Regions from separate parts of the Zea mays genome. Here region 1 is linked to region 2. Evidence: chromatin contacts called from public Hi-C data. All regions are on one chromosome and are shown on one strand. The core of a region is the stretch at or near the end of the contact, and the rest is flanking DNA. Distances in the headings are between cores, read along the strand shown.

Region 1 (5,392 bases), core at 212-2,711, 360 kb after region 2:
CGAGCTCCTGGTCGTATTCAAGAGCCACATATGCAAGCTTTTCCTTGATGTCTCTTACAATTTCGCGTTCAGCAGAGGTGGTGAAGGAGTAACCTCTCTCAGTGAGGATCTTCATCAGGCTGTCAGTCAGGTCACGCCCAGCAAGGTCAAGGCGCAGGATGGCATGAGGAAGGGCATAACCTTCATAGATTGGCACTGTGTGGCTGACACCATCACCAGAGTCCAATACAATACCTGAATGATGAACAGCAACCCATAATTAAGATGGGAAAATTTGTAAGTCCTAATGAAATTTGGTCGCCATGTGAACGAGTCATTACCAGTTGTACGTCCACTGGCGTACAGGGAAAGCACAGCCTGGATGGCGACATACATGGCAGGAACATTGAAAGTCTCAAACATGATTTGGGTCATCTTCTCCCTGTTAGCCTTTGGGTTGAGTGGGGCTTCGGTCAGCAGCACAGGGTGCTCTTCAGGCGCAACACGGAGTTCGTTATAGAAGGTGTGGTGCCAGATCTTCTCCATATCATCCCAGTTGTTGACAATGCCATGTTCGATCGGGTACTTCAAAGTCAGGATACCCCTCTTGGACTGAGCCTCATCGCCAACATACGCATCCTTCTGCCCCATGCCAACCATCACGCCAGTGTGACGTGGGCGTCCAACAATGCTTGGGAAAACAGCCCTTGGCGCATCGTCACCAGCAAAACCAGCCTGCCAGTAGTTTGTGATGTGATTAAATTAACAGAACAATGTTACTGAACATGAAGCAGCGTGAACAAGAACTACAAACCTTGACCATGCCAGTTCCATTGTCACAAACAAGGGGCTGGATGTCCTCGCCGTCAGCCATTTGCTACAGATTCTGGAACAAAAACACTAGGAGGAGAGGAGACCAAGCTAGGGTAAAAATCAGTAACAGAATATCTATCTCAATAGGAAACGGCAGAATGCTTGGTATTAACAAGAAAACTGCATTTTCAGCAGAGGACCTTGGATCATCTCTATTTTTCAGATTTAGCAGAGGATTCAGGTGAATCTTGTCTCTCTTGACACTGTGATTCATCTAAATCTACAGAACCAATACCACGCTATGCAGGGACCATTCAATGGCACTCCATTACCCAAGAACCAAATAATAACTACCTTTATTCAGAGACCAAGGCAATAAACAAAAACGCATTATGCCGACCATGGTTTACGTAGATAACTAATCGGCAAAAAAGGGCCAAGCAATCGGAATGCCGCAGAACAAGTCGGATCTGATCTAGTGTGCGCATAACTGCGCGTTTGAAACCAAATTCTACGCCACCAAAATCGTAATGGAAACAGATTCGGAAATATTTCCTCCAACCCTTTCTCTTCTCATTCACGACGTACCCGGAGACCCTGCCGCTGCCGCGAGCCCTCCTCGCTCCTGCGGAGAACGCACGAGAGGAAACAGGGGAGAAGAGGTTGTGGTTATGGTGGCCAAGTGAGGAGAGGAGAGCCAAGGATTTCGCCGGTTTTTATAGGCTCGTCCTGGTGAGAGAAAATTAATAGTAGTAACTAAAAAAAGAAAAGACAGAAAATGAAACAGGGAATAGTGTCTACCCAGGTCTGAATTAGTTAATTGTGATTGCAAAATGGGTGGTGTCAGCACAACCGTATTACCACAGGTGTCACACACGAGGAACCACAACCACAAGATGCTGGTCAGCAGCTGTTCGGGTGTTCGGGCGTGGTCAGCGTACTCGCCGGGTTAATATCGGTGTCCATGGACCCGAGTGGCTCTAATCGTTGTGTGTGGCTACCCTGCGTGTTAACCAGTATATATAAGGAGGAGACTGGTCTTGTGAGGGTTATAGAAAAACTGAAACTATGAATACATTACTCTAAATTTCCCAATTTTCTTCTCGTTCCTCTGCTCCCTCTCTGGCATCTTATTCCTCTATTAGCTGTAGCTAACAAGTGGTATCAGATTCGTTCGTCCTAGGCCTCTTCCATGATGTCTTCTACTTCGATAGATTCTACCCTTATCCTAGTGCTCGAGTCGCAAACCAGATCCCTCTTATTCGAGCTGGATAAACGTCTCCAGGCGATCGATCCAAATGGGAATCCCGTGTCAGGTTGCTGGAACAGCGTGCCGCCGAATCGGTCAGATCAATGTCTGATTTCTCCACTGCTGTGCGTCGATGTGGAGGCTCACCTAACGGCTGCATACAGCGAGACCGACTTGAAGTTGCTCCAGATCGAGGCGGCCACCAACTCTCGGATGGTGGCGCCGGAGTCATCCGTGCGCTCTGTCGAGGCTTGGCGCCCGCGCGTGGACTCGACGATCGATGCCCTACGCTTGTCCCTGGACTACGTCGCCACCAAGGTGTCAAAGATGGAGATCCAGTGGTCGCGTGATCCACGCGCCGATGGCTACAACAAGCCAGGCGTGCTCAGAGCACATGGGTCGGTGCCCGGACGACCACCTGTCACCGCGGCATACAGTACCCTGCGTGGTAACCAATGATATATAAGGAGACTGGTCTTGTGAGGGTTATGGAAAAACTAAAACTCTATATACACTACTCTAAATTTCCCCATTTTCATCTCCTTCCTCTGCTTCCTCTCTGTCATCTTATTCATCCATTAACTGTAGCTAATAGGTGGTTGTAAAATGGCAGATTTTTTTCATTTGTATAGGCAGGTGCACTCTTTTAAAAAATACGACCTTTTGTGTTCTTGTTTATGTTAGGCGATCAAAAAATTAGATGCGGTTAAAACGATTTATATGTGAATATTACCACTAACAATCCGAGAGCATTTTTAATGGCGTCTTAAATCAATGTTATATCTTGAAATATAAGTCTTAACTCATACAAATATATTCTGATTTTATAATTTTTTATAAAAAAATATAGGGCAAACTATAAAGTACCATAAATATATTATACCTTAGACTAGTGTCATGTCTTTGTTTTCTACATCATTCCTAATATATTTTTTCTAATAACATAATTTACTTTTAAAAACATGATTTAGTGCTTAACTGTTGAAGCTTAATTTGTTTTTATTGCCCTAAACACTTTAAATAATATAGTATTTGATTTTTAGGGCACTATTTTGAGTCATCTTATTGGAGATGCTCTCAAAAGACTTTTTATCCACACATAGATTTCTTTAAGTGCTATTTCACAACTCCTCTCGTCTAACAGTGGATCGTTATATTGTAGATGGGTCGTTACACAATAGATGGACCATGAGAAACCACTCAATCCCAACATGTAAGCCACACGTAGTATAAAGCTCTCACATAATACCACATCGCTAGCGGAAAAAGATGAGCGACCGAGCGAGCTATAAAAAAAGGGTCGAGCTTTTTTAACTCATATCTTTCTTGATATTCTAGCTAAGTTAAAGTATAATATTTATTTTTATCAGTTTAATATCTGATATATAGATTATATGTTTATTTTGATATTAAATTTATTTTTATAAATATCAAATATGATCGTGTAGCGTTGTAAGAATGAGCCATTGTACTCGTGTTTACTACCTCGAGCGGTGATAGATGCCTATGTTCAAGATCTAGGTATTGATATAATTGCATGCCCAATAAGAAAACGAATTATCCAAATGCCCTCGTTGTACCTTTATTTCTAAATGCAACTTTTCCTGAAGCTGAATGTACAAATACCTACTAACTTCATCGAACATTGCCTTTATTTAGTTATAAGATAAAATTGGTAACATTCATTAAACCGGTGCAAGAAATTGATGACCAAGGACACGTACATATTTTGTGGCTAGTTATATTGAGAGTGTAGAAAAGAGTCGAGATCAAACGATGTTTCTAGAGTAAAATGTATTCTCGGTCCTTAAACTTGTCTCCATGTGTTAATCTAGGGTATAAACTAATAAAGTATATATTTTAATAGTTTAATATTTGTTCTGGTCTTTATTAGGTCCTAACGGACCAAAATAGATCCTTCTTCTTCGCTAAGTTGGCACGAACAGGGACAAGCCGGCGATGTAGGGCTCGTGGTGCTCGTTAGCGGCATGCCGAGCGTGTCTCCCACAATGGGGAGTCGATGTGTCCTGTTCTCCCCCGATGACGAGGCTCAAAGCGCGGGAACACAAATGAGATGGTGGAGGAGCATAACATGTTGCATATGGCAGACGTGTGGCAGAAGGAGCGTGTGCAGATGAAGCTCTCCGACGCCAAGCTCGCGCTCGAGGCTTGCTCCTCCTCTACAGCCCCTTCGTTGACCTCTTCTTGATCGGTCCTGAGCGACGTCGACGAGCATCGCCGCTAGCCATCTTGTCGCGTTGCTGTAACACCCTGAATTTGGGGTATAAAATTTCTTTGCTCATATTCACAAATTCAGGTGTTACTTCCCTTTTCTCATCCTTCCTCATTCTTTTCTTTCTTATTTCTATAGGAGAAAAGTGCTTATTTTATTTGTAATTATAGTTTATTATGTTAAACCCTAAGGGAGTATGAATTGTTGCATCATGTTGAACCCTAGATTTCACTTTTGCTTGGTGCATAATTCTTGGAAAGTTTGATTTGAATTTGTGGCTTGTTTGAATTTGAATCAAATAGAGAAAGTAAAAAGAAAAGAGAAAACAATTCCAGAATAAAAGGAAAAAGGAAAGAAGCCCAACCCCGCCGCCCCCTCGGCCTTTCGGCCCAGCCGGCCCAATCCCGCGCGTGCGCCTCTCCCTCCCCCTCCTCTCTCTGCCCTGGCGGGCCCGCCCGTCAGCGCAGCCGCCTCTCGCGCGCCCGCCTCCGCTCTCCCCTCTCTCTCTGCTCGCGGGCCCGGGCTGTCAGCCCCGTCGCCCCCGCGTAACCGCCGCCGAGCTGCGCGCGCCCGCCTTCTCCGCGCCCACGTCGCGCGTGGAGCTCGCAACTGACCCGCCCCTGGCCACTTGAGCCCCGAGCCCCACTCGCCCTCTCCCCCTCCCCCATTTGCGCTCCAGTAGACCCTCTTCCCCCCTCGCTGCGCGCACGCAGAGCGCCGCCGCCGTAAACCCCGCCGTCCCGAGCTCGTTTCTCGGCCGCCGTCGGAGCTCCGCCGTGTCCGTTGCCACGGTGAGCTTCGCCCCGGTGTCCGCAACCCGGGACGCGCCCCAATTCCCTCTCCCCCTCCCTATTTCTCTCTGCCCACGCTCACCCGCCGTTCCCCGTGCAGCCGCGGAGGTCCGCCACCGTCGCCCCGGGCCACCGTCGCACCATTGCCGCCGCCGAGGAGTCCCCGGAGCCCGCCTTGAGGTAAGGAACCTCTCTCGCCCCTATCGACCTTTGCTTTGCTCTCTGCTGCGTATAATTCCTCGCCGGAGTAGAGTAATCCCGCCGCCGAGCCGTTCCGCCGTGAACCGCCCCCCTCCGGTGCCCCTGCCCCGACCCAGACCCCACCAG
Region 2 (5,563 bases), core at 2,145-4,644:
GTATTATGAATTGCCTGGCTTAAAAATCATGACACAAATGTATTTGGTTCCCTGTAACGACAAACATTGATACACTTTTAAATATACGGATAAAAAATGTCTATATTAACAGAAAACACAAACAAGAGAGTTCCATATCTAGCAAATTAAAATTGTGTTCAGAAAAAGTAAATCAAAATGGAAAAGGTTCAAATAAAAATAGCTGCTCAAGATGATGAATATAAAGCCTTTCCATAGTAAAGAGAGTTCAAAAGCCCACTTACTTGTTTACCATCTTACATACTGTAGTGTTGGTCAAGCAAAAGTTACGGATGGTTCCCCTTGTCTTTCAGCTTCAGCTCTAGCTCTAACTCCTTATGTCTCAGCTCAAGCTCCAAGCGTTTGTTCTCAATCATCATATGTTCATTCTCCAATGCAATCCTTTCTATCTCTCTGTCCTTCTTCTTCCTGAACCGCTCCCACTTAAGACGTTGCTTTGTGAGTTCCAGTTCCTTTGCTTCAATCTGCAAGCGACGTTTCTGAATCTCTATGGCTTGTGAAGCCAAGTCTTGTTGCAACAAAACCATGTTGGTTGCATCTGTGAAAGCCTTGTTGATGTCCACTGTGACAGCATGGGGATCAGACCTCTCACTGCCTTCATGAGAACTTGATGTGACCAAAGCCACATCACTGTGGCGCTTCCTTTTGTGCATTGAGGGCTCCCTCATGTTTATATGCACAGGATGTTGATCGTCGTCATTCTCCTCATAATCAGAATCAGCACTTTGATCGTATTCATCAGCATCTCCACTTGGATCCCTCTGAGGATCATGCTCCTCTTTACATCTAAGGGCAAGCAGTAGTGAATGCTGAAGTGCATGATCTTCAGGCAAATTTACACGGTTGTTGTTGTGGTAGGAACACATCTCCTCATAAAATAGGTGCTTTGAGCTAAGTATCTTTTTTGCATCGTCTTTCATCTTATCTGAAAGATGAGTCATGCTATCAAGAAGTGCTGGATTAGCCACAACATTGCATGCAGTGCCCCTACCAAGGATGTCTGTCAGCCTTTTGTATCTCTTGTTAAGGTCATTGAACTTGTCCTCGCACTGTTGCGGTGACACATGGCAGCCTCTCTCTCCCATAACTTTCGATATCGCCTTCCATTTGCCCTTCTTCTGCATTATTGTGAAGTTCCTCCTGCCACCGCCGGAATCAGCACCATGATCATCTCCAGTGTAAGACACTGCTGTTATCAAAAGTTTTACCATTGAATCTGTCCACTTCATCCGATGCCATGCAGAGCCCTTCTTGCCTTTGCCACTTGGGGTATCAGTAGCATCTTCAGCCACAACATGTTCCTCACCATCACTCTTGCAGTTCTTTGAGTGATGACTATGGTGTTGGTGGTGGTGGTCATCACTCTTTCCCTGTTCTTTGAACTGAAACCCAGGAAAGTCATCAGGCTCTGTAGCCCTGGTCATAGACATTGTGAAAGTACCTGGCATCTGGGAGCTGCTGAAGATATGTTTTCCTGAGTTTGGAGCATAATTTTGCATAGAGCTGCCACGTAAGTCTAAACTTTCATAGGGAACCCCTTGCAACATGTTTCCAAGGGGTACATCGTTGCCTTCCATTTGCTCAAATGGATCACCCAGACAATTAAAATTTTTGTTAATACCATATAAGGGATGCAGGAAGTGCCACAAAACTTCACAGCAATATCACGGTGTCACCTGGAAAAGTAATTTAGGATTAAACTTTAAAATCCAATTCATGCATATTTCCCTTTTTTATATGTGTGAAACCACGCATCACAGCCAGAGTTCAAATTTTTAGCAGGATCAACTAAGATCGAAGGAAAATGTGGACTTCAATGACACAATTAACTAAGTACCATATTTCTCTAGAGATAATTTGCAGTGGTATACAAATGAGACCATTCAGACAAGCAAAACTTCCTGATGGCATGAAAAGGAAACGTTGCAGGGACTGCATCGAGTTAAGTAATCAGAGCTGTAATTGAAGTTGCAGGGAGCCATTTTACCTAGGTCATTGAATTTTTTCCCAAATTAGTGGTGCAGCAGCTTTTTTTCTCGAAAATACAGGTTGCGTCTCGTTTCATTAATAGGTAGACAAAACAGTCCAAATATATGTCGATTCCACAGCTTGGGTTAGTTTTCTTGTACATCCGCACTCTAAATTAGATACAAACAGCATAGCCTAGCTAATGTCCTAGAAGAGAGACTAGAGCCTTGGCTCCTTCCATCGCCCAAAGGTGACCTGGGTTGTTCACCTCATGTAACACCATTCACCTCCAACGGTGAGATGTCATCAAACTCGCATTAATTCCAATGTGTCAAGATCATCCAAGCAACGAGGATGGCTAATGTGTTTAGACCCTTCCTCGCTGCCTTGGGTGCCCTCCACGTGCTTCGTCGCCACCATGCTTGGAACTTGTCGTCATTTTGTGATGGCACAAGGACATCAAGTCCCAGACGATGAAGCACAACAAACCAAACTTGGCGTGAGAATACGCAAGATATCAAGACATGGTTGATAGTCTCATTCTCCTGGCAGTGGCGGGCCCAGGATTTAGAGGGTGGGTATTGGAAAGTTTAGGATGAAACTTTTTTTGGAAGACCTAAAACTTGTCTATCAGCATATATATAATCTATAATTAAGCACACACGATATGGTCATAACTGATTCAATAGCTAGTCTACTAAACTCAAATTCGATACAACTTTTTCAAAAGTTTTAAATCAAAATGCACATGTTGGTTGTTGCTCAGTTGCTAGCTGGTTGTTTGCCTCTTTGACTCTTTCAATCGCTAATGCCCCACCTGCAGCACAGTACTGCAAGCAGCCAAGCAGGAGAGGTCGGGGTCAGGTGGCTGCCGGCTGGGTTGGCTTGGACATTGGCACGGACCCTGCCCCCTAGGGGTCTGTCTTGGCACGCGGTGGCACCCTGACTGCGGTGGATCGAAGCCTCGGATGACGGGCGACTCAACAACAAGGCCAAGTGCGACGCAGCGACAGTTAGCCAGTCAGGTATGGGCACCTAGTGGCACCACAAAGCCGCGGTGGGGCGACAGAGGTGCTCGTGTCTCCATGCGGGCACGCGAGGGCAGCAAGACGCGACCACGACTTGGCAGTTAGCGCTATGGTGGCTCTATCATGGTGCGACTACAATAGGGTTTGGGGATTTTTTTTCCCGTGAGGTACTGAGGTGGACTTTGTCGCTCTGTTGAGTCTCATGGGCCACGACATTCTATTGGGCTGGTTAGGTATGGGAGACGGGAAGGAGATATTTGGTCCAAGTTAAAAATATTCCTTCATTTATTTGATTTATTTCCTATTTTCCATGTATATATATACTATATATATGTATATATTTATTTTTTATACAAATAATGGGTATTCATTTTAATACCCTTGAATTGAATGGGGCCCGCCCGTCTCCTGGTCACATAAAGGGCAGCGTGGAGGGTGGGGGCAGACAGGCAGTCCATGGTGAGCCACGCGGCCTGACGTCCAGCACCGCTCGTGTGCCGCCATCCAGAGAAAGAACTTGCACTCCAAGTCTCCAACGGCGCCCAGATCTTCCAAATACGCCTGCAAGGCTGAAAGGAAATAGTATGGGTGAAGAACCGATGGTAGCTGGACTTGGCAGTGTACTGATCAGCTAGCGAAGTCTTGTCATACTTCAGCAGCAGGTTTACTGGCAGCAAACTGGAACCCAATGCTAAAGTGGGAAATTGTCTAAACAAAAATATGTATGAGTACTGTTCTGCTCCTCACCCGAGGCATCAAGCATCAGATTTTAGAAAGAACAAATTCAGCCAGGATCTTCATAGGCGACAAGGCGACCCCCCCCCAGGGCAAGCTGGGTACACTTATCGCCTAAGCGCAAGGCGTAACAAGACCCCCTCAAGGAGAGCTGGATCTGCCCGGACACCTACACTACGCCTTTGAAACAGAGGCCTTGATTGGGGTAACAGGACACTTATGTACTAATATACACAGGGCAAACATGAATCCACACCAAATCAGCTGTATTGACTATTGACTTATATAAGAGAACCATTTGTTCACCTAGCCTTCAAAGATGCCATTTTGATATAACACTGAGCCCTAGAGTAGTCCCTCCGACCCAAAAAAAAACCAGCAATTGTATGGTTCAAATTTTGTCCCAAATTAAGTGCAACCGTAGGCATTCTGTCATCACCAGCTTGTGGATCCGCTAAAAAATCAGCCGCACACCTCCTCAACGGACGCCCAGAACCATAAGCATCTCGTCCACTCGTTCACCACCCCATTCTCCAACTGTGCAGTGTACACGATGCACCTGCTCTCCCACATCTTCCTGAGATTCCGGTGAGAACTTCCTGCTCCAAGACGCAGGGAAGAAACTCTATCCTCACGCGCTGTGAGCCCGCCCATGCCAAGCTCCCTGCCCCAGTCATGGCCACGGCCCTTGGCAGCATCGTCGACCTCCCTCAAGCCCCTACTGCGGATGCCATCCAAGCATTCGGAGAGGAGTGGTGGTGTGTGGTCACGTGGAGTGCTTGTTCCAGCAGCCATCATTCACCTCTCCTTGCACTAACGTGGAGGAGCAGGGAGTTCGATGCCGTGATGGAGAGGCGTGTGGATGCTAGAAGGTGGTGGCGCGTGTGGGGATACCACGGCATGGGAAGGGCCACAAAGCAGCCAGAAACCACCTGAAGACGAGGAAGCTTGGAATCGGATCCAAGCGAGCGAGCGGTGGTACTCAGGGCAAGGATGATGAGGTAGCTATGGGACGCAGTCGGGAACCTTCTGAGGACGAAGAGTCTGGAATGGGATTGAGATTTTCCAAATGTATTATTGCAATTTCACATCCATAATTGGTATCCATGTCAGGTCCTACAATCGTATTCTTTGTGGGACCAAGGGAGTAGGTGAGTGACTTCAGTATCTAAAAAATTCCATAAAATTAGTGCGGTGATAGCTATAGCTAGTGGCAGTATTTTCGTGCTTCAGCAATGGGTTTGTTGACAACAAACTGGCCGCCTAAATGGGTAACCAGATAGTGAACATACAAAGGAATAGGGAGCTCTTCTTCACCTCATCCAAGACAAGGATTCCTTCTGAAAGAGCTATCTGTATCTAATAATGATTTTAGGATAACACCGATGCAGCAAGCATCATATTCACATTGGGATAATAGGATATGTCCATTCTAATGAACAAGGCAAAATTGCAGAGCCAATACGACCAGGAAATCATTTCTTCGCCTAGCGCCCAATAGATCCCATACTGATGCCATACTAAGCCCTATATAATTGAGACTCGGCGGAGCTTCAATCAAAGGTGAAGAACGAACTCCACCATCTATCGATTACCGCGACCCCTATGATGAACAAGAACGAATCTGCGCCGATGGCAGGAGTCCTAGAATCAAACAGCCTACCAACGGAGCAAGAATCGCCCACTATTCCACCAAGGCCTATTCCATCCATGGTCTCCCCCCACACCAGGAACAGCACATTGGCCTAACCGCAACGGCAGCTAGACACAATAGTATAACACACCATGTCCCA

The links. Hi-C and Micro-C count contacts between places; a contact is called where the count stands out from the background.
Region 1: a contact with region 2 is called in a Hi-C map of ear, with 2.4 times the contacts expected there. The contact joins the promoter of LOC100304239 here to the promoter of LOC111590831 in region 2. A contact is called at or near these places in 2 of 25 Hi-C or Micro-C datasets (ear and tassel).

Annotation. Positions count from the first base shown.
Region 1 is chr2:144,237,170-144,242,561 of Zm-B73-REFERENCE-NAM-5.0, forward strand. It overlaps LOC100304239, which reads right to left and starts at 1,462. Exons shown (of 5, transcript NM_001165684.1): 1 at 1,381-1,462; 2 at 794-879; 3 at 321-714; 4 at 1-234. The coding sequence starts at 853.
Region 2 is chr2:143,877,638-143,883,200 of Zm-B73-REFERENCE-NAM-5.0, forward strand. It overlaps LOC111590831, which reads left to right and starts at 3,395. Exons shown (of 2, transcript XM_023301651.2): 1 at 3,395-3,617. The coding sequence starts at 3,395. LOC100276786 reads right to left here. Exons shown (of 3, transcript NM_001150497.2): 2 at 264-1,715. The coding sequence starts at 1,616. The coding sequence ends at 306.